Linked DNA regions of Rattus norvegicus: region 1 is linked to region 2. A link is a contact called in public Hi-C data. All regions are on one chromosome and are shown on one strand. The core of a region is the stretch at or near the end of the contact, and the rest is flanking DNA. Distances in the headings are between cores, read along the strand shown.

Evidence for each region. Hi-C and Micro-C count contacts between places; a contact is called where the count stands out from the background.
Region 1: a contact with region 2 is called in a Hi-C map of Schwann cells, with 4 times the contacts expected there. The contact joins the promoter of Slc22a23 here to the enhancer-like site in region 2. A contact is called at or near these places in 2 of 12 Hi-C or Micro-C datasets (Schwann cells and mammary epithelial cells).

What each region holds. Positions count from the first base shown.
Region 1 is chr17:30,747,984-30,751,092 of GRCr8, reverse strand. It overlaps Slc22a23 (solute carrier family 22, member 23), which reads right to left and starts at 1,648. Exons shown (of 11, transcript NM_022624.1): 1 at 255-1,648. The coding sequence starts at 893.
Region 2 is chr17:30,623,729-30,626,597 of GRCr8, reverse strand. No RefSeq gene overlaps it. Among named protein-coding and RNA genes, the nearest start is that of Slc22a23, 120 kb to the left of the region's middle. Within about 2 kb of position 1,382, at least 1 of the 93 cell types and tissues checked has an H3K27ac peak or open chromatin away from gene starts, as enhancers often do. A contact at or near this core is called in Schwann cells, where this site is marked.

The sequences.
Region 1 (3,109 bases), core at 399-2,898, 120 kb before region 2:
GTCACCGGCACCGCAGAGGGCGGCAAAAAGCCTTGGCTTTACATCCAAGTAAGAGCATCTCATTTGGGGGACAGCTGGGAGCCCAGTCAATGCGGGGTTTGTGCGTACACAGGCTAACATTTCAGGTTCCTCCGCTGGGTAAGTCTGGGACCCAAGTCTGCAGAGAAAGAGATGGAGAGCAGAGAGATGCGACCGAGGTCGGAAGAAAAAGGCTCACAAGAAGAACGCGGGGACGCAGCGGTCGTGGTCCTTACCTTGCTGACCACGTTTTGGACGAGGCCAGTGCGGATGCCGTAGTCCCACGCGTGGCACTCGCAATTTGAGTCGTTGTTCCCTTTGCCTGGAGGGGACGGGAGGGGTGGTGTGTCGCTGCTGTTGCTTCGGTTGCTTGTGGTCCCCCAGGAGGCAGTGGAGAAAGGGGTGGCTGAGGGGCTGGTCCAGTTGCCCATGTCACCCCATCGGCCGGTGACAGTGGCACCCGCCAGCTCGGTGCCTTTGCCGGCCCCGTGGCACCAGAAGTTGGGCTGGTCCAGAAGAAAGGAGTCCGAGAACTGGCTGAAGCCGATGAACAGCGCCGGGATCCAGGTGAGCACCACCAGGGTCTTCTGGTAGCCGCCGCCCAGGCCCCCGAGGAAGGGCAGCACAGAGCCATCGTAGTCCAGCAACAGGAGGCTCGGGGCGGCTGCTGCCGCACAGCAGCTCGAGTGCGGGCCGCCGCTGGGGTGCAGCGCAGGCAGCGGCTGGATCTCCGCGCTGCCCCCGGAGCCCGCGCGACCCCCGAGGGGCGCCGAGGCCGCCGCGTCTCCGGGCGGCAGGGAGCCGTTCTCCTCCGCCGGGGCCGGCTGCCTCCCGGCACCACTACCCGCCGCCTCGCGCCGCCGGTCTATCGCCATGGCCAGGGCCCGCGGCGCCCGCAGAGGCGCATAGAGCGCGGCGGAGCTCGGCGGGCGCCCGGGCACAGCGCCGCCGCCGAGGAGGAGGGCCCGCGGCCGGAGAGAATGCTCCGGGCCCGGTGAGTCAGGCCACCCCCATGTCACCCGCGCACCCCCTCGCCCTGGGCGCCGGGCAGAAGACGTTCGAGCCCTTAGCCTCCGCGGCTCATCCGCGCCGCGGCCCGGGCGCCCGCCGAGCTCCGAGGCTCTCCGCTGCTGCGCGCTGGCCGCGGAGGAGGAGGAGCCCGACCCGCGCCCTTGTCGCGACTCAGGGCCCTGCGGGCACCGGTGCGCGTTGTGCTGGAGCCGCGGGCGGCCGCGGGTTAGGAGGTCCTCCACGGACTTCGGGCGCTCCCGGAAGCCGCGAGCTCGCAGCCAGCCTGGGGAGCCGGCCGCGCTCTCGGCTCACCGAGCTGGCCTCCGCCTCCCGCCCCGGCCCGCCCCCTCTCCCCCCGCCGAGGTGGAGGTAACCGCGGCACCTGCTGCGCCGCTCCTGCGCACGAGCGCCCCCTCCAGCCGGGCTCCGTCGCCGCCGCCTGGACAGACGCAGGGGCGGGGAGAGGGACACCCGGGCCGACGCAAGATCCCCGGCGGTCTCTGGGCTGGACAGGGGTCCCCAAGGAGTCCGCACTGGCGGGGAATGAGGGGATAGGGTCGTCTGCCAGTCTCAAGTCCCACAACCGCAAGGAACCCCGCCCAGGGCACACCGGCTTTCCGTGACCTCTCTTCGTATCCGAGGTGCCCGGTGGCTGGCACCCCACTCCTGGTCCTGAGCCCAAGCGTTGCCTGCCTTCCAGAACAACCTTCTGTGCTTCTTCCAGACTCAAATAAGGCTGCTTTTTATGGCCACGGGTCAGGGGCAAGGAAGCATATTTGACAATTTTAGGTTGACAGCCCCTCCAACGCTGGGTCACACGCGACCCATTGCAGCACCCGCCCCAAATCGCCATTTCTTTCTGTGCTCCAGAATGAATGTCAAATAAACACAATGCTGGATGGCTATACCTTGAAGGGGAGCCACATACTCGATACAAACGTGAATGAGGGCGGCCTGCCCCACCCCCTCCCCAAGGTCTCGGATTCATAATTCCCATGCTGTGTGCACAGGCGCACACATCTACACCTCACAGGAGATCCAAATGCTCTCGGCACTCCAGACTCCAGAGCCAGCCCTTGCCCAGCTAGCACTATATAAATAACACCAGCCCTGCGGCAAACGGCCGCATTAGCATATCTTCTCCTGCTTGCTGGGCTTGACACCAGTGAGAATTATGCGGCTTTCATCTTAGCCTCACTACATTCTGGAGACATTTCATATCCTGAGAAGTTTATTAATGGAATTAATGGAAATCTTAAATGGAGCAATCTATCTCTGGTCTTATTTAGCACAGGGGAAGAAGCTAGCCTTCTCTTTCCAAAAGCATATCCTGCGAGTACACGTATGGGATGCATTCTCTAAGCATCTCCAATATTTGCTCAGCTGCATGTTGTATAATTTAGTGGGAGACTTTTTTTTTAAAGCATGCAGCTCAATGTTCCAGTCAACATGTACTTACTGCTGAAATTCTGGCACGTGGAAGGAACTATTTCTGAAGACTGCCAGAGAGCTGGACTTTGGGGAACCCAACTGTGAACTCTCCTGTGTGGCTGGGAAGAGGAGATTAGATAACAATAGACGGAAGAGACACAGGCTGCAGAGGACACTAAAGGTCTAGGAAACCCAGTCTGCTAATTTAAGCATATTTAATGACATACTTGAATGAGAATGTCATTATGAGACCCATCGCGCTGTATAATGATTATACTCTAATAAAGTGTTATTTTAGAAATCAGTTGGGAGTGACAGTGCACCCTGTCAATACATGTGATCTCCTCCTCCCCCTCCCTTTTCCTCCCTCCTCCTCTTCCTCCTCTTCTTCTTCAATTTCACCTTATTGGTTGGTTTAACTTTTCTTCCCTTCTTTCTCACTTGAAGAGCTAATACTTGGGAATTGCTGACCCCCACCCCCAACAGAACAGAGTCAACACTCAATGAACAAGTATTAGATATTTATTACCGACTCCACCCATTGCACACAACTTACATTTTCTTATCTGAACTGAAATGCAATAGGCCAGGCTTTCTTTCACTCCCTTTCCGTGTTGATTCTTTCAAAGGAAGCCTGCTCGGTGTCTGG
Region 2 (2,869 bases), core at 133-2,632:
TCCATGGAACGACATTCTAGTGAAGAACCAGTCTGCAAAGAGCAGGGAAAACAGAGACAGCGGGCGGTTGTGTGCTGGGACCCTGCTCAAACTGCCACGCCCTGTGAGCCAGCATGCAATGAAGAAATGCAGGACCCATCCATTCTTCTCATATTGGTCAAGGCTATGCATCTCTGCACAGCTTAGGCCATGATGTCCCACTATCCTGACATCACAGCACACTTTTAATGGCAGGCATTGAATGGTGTCTATGGTAGGAGAGGGGACAGATGGGAGAAGTACACCAAATTCACTTGACTAATGGGTGCATCGTTAGAAAGGGATACCGGAGCAAAGATTTTAAGAAATGTATGAGAGTATCGTGGAAGGAGGTTGGAGGTCCCAGTTAAAGGCAGAGCAAGGTTCAAGACCCAGAACAGCAGACGTTCTTTACATGTAGATAATCCCTGATTCATTTTGTTTCCATGAATAATTTTTTTACTTAATGATATATCTTCAGTTAAAACCATTCCTTGAATTTTGAATCTGAATTACTTCTTGGGATAACACCATGCCATTTCATCACCTCTGGTGGTAGTGTGTAGTAGCAGGGAGTGCCCAGGAAGTCTTACAGTTGCTTAACAAAGAGCTGAGGTCACATTGTGCCCTGCTATAGAGCAAGGGGCAAGTTGGTCCCAGTCAGTGAGTTTCGTACTTGTGATCCTTCAGTTTGTAGTGGACTCACCATGCTCAAACCTCACTAAAAAAGGAGGAGTGTGAATGCTGGAGTAATGGAAGGAAGTTCATGTGGCTGCATTTGGGGCCCTCATGGAAAGTAGGAGACAAGACAACAGAGAGTACTCAGGAGCTCTAGGAAACCAGGCCACAGTATGAAAGAAACAAGGAGCTATGGTAGTTTGAATTAGAATGGTCCCTACAGGCTCATATATTTAAATGCTTTGTCCCCTATTAGTGGAACTTTTGGGGAAGGATTAGGACAGTGGCTCTCAACCTTCCCAATGCTGCCACCCTTTAATACAGTTCCTCATGGTGTGGTGACTCCCAGCCCTAAAATTATTTTTGTTGCTACTTCATAATTGTAGTGTTGCTACTGAGTGGAGTCTCAGTTCCTAAAACCTTAGGGAATATGTGTTTTCTGATGGTCTCAACCCGTAGGTTGAGAAACACTGGATTAGAAGAGATGTACTTGTTGGCAGAGTTGTGTCATTATTGGTGAACTTTAGAAGTGACCAGTGACTCATGCCATTTTCAGTTAGCTCTTTCTGTCCCTTGATTGTGTCTGAAGATATGAGCTCTCAGCTACTGCTCCAGTGCCATGCCTGCCTTCCTGCCTTCCTTCTGCCTTCCCTCCTCCCTACTCCCAACACAATGGACATGGACTCTACCCTCTGTAATTGGAAGCCTGAAACAAATGGTTTCCTTTGTAAGTTTTCTTGGTCACGGTTGTGATAACACAGGAGAAAACAATGATCTTGCATGCCCACAAACATGTGTATGAATCATTCACATCGGCCTTCTTTGTGTCGCTGTCTCCTCAGTACAGAACACTTCCTCTGTTTCCTTGTGCTCACAGCTCTTTCATTTTCGAAGACGACAAGGCAGATGCTTTTGGGTTGGCCCTAAATACATATTTGCCTACTATTTCCTCACAATGAGCTTCAAGTTATATATTTGCAAAATTGATGCCAGCCTGGAATACAAAGTGACAGCTTGTCTTGAAACAAGCAAGCAAACATCCAAAGACCCCAAAGGACTCAGTGATAGTGTGATGGAGAACTTGCCTTGTATGCATAAGGTTTGGATCTACAGCACTGAAAAAAATGTGGTAATAAAGAGAACTATAAGGAATAATAATTGTGAGTGAAGCATGCTATTCAGAACATTTTACGTTCATAAAATTCACAAGTCCAAAATAATACCATTTTAAAAGGCAGTGAAAATTATTATTTGTCGCCATTGGAAATGGTAATTTTGCAAACTCCTTATGCTGAAAATTGGAAAGGATTAAACATTCATGCTGCCTGTTCAATAGCCATTATACTTCAAGCCAAATTTAGTGGATGAGTGAAAATATTATTTTACAAGGGAAAAGCAGCAATTCTTTGTTGTAAGAAGGATGAAATTGGGAAAATAACCATTTTTTTCAATCTCCAATGAAATACTTGATTCACATAAGGGCTGTGAACAGATGGCCTAGGTAAAAATGCAACCTAGGATCTTCAAATGCTATCTACAGACAATTTGTTTTTAAAGTTGGCAAAGTGTAAATTCCTCTTAAAATATGCAAAGCCGTTAAATTCATAACCTCTTGACCAACATGTAGCAACATGCTATGGAACAGTGAGAATTTACACGATGTCTTCCATGACACCTCATGAAGTAAACAGCATGATCTACAAGTGTTATTGTTTAAAATATGGCCTGAGTTAACTAACTACCTCGATAATAGAAGGACATAATCTTAATTGTTCTAGTCATAAATATAGATGGAAGGCAATATGACAAAATGTTAAGTATTTACATCTAGATTAGGAATTTCTTGTTATTGATTATTCTCTCGACTTTTAAAATATCTCACAACAAAGGAGGTTGTTAAACAATATACAATGTGTTTTCTCTGTTCTTGGAAGGAAGTATTGCTGGGTAGAATGACTTAATGATTTTAGAGCGACAAACACTTTTTTCCCACCTTGGAGATATTCCATTGATTTTTGTTTCCATTATTTCTGTTAAAGTGTTAGCTGTAAATTAAGAAATTCTAAAATACTTTCACTTCAGTGTGCTTTTTTAGGTTCCATTTCTTTGGTGTTGTAAAAAAATGTTATGTGATTCTCATTTATATATTCAATCCTTCCCTTCTTTTTTCCTT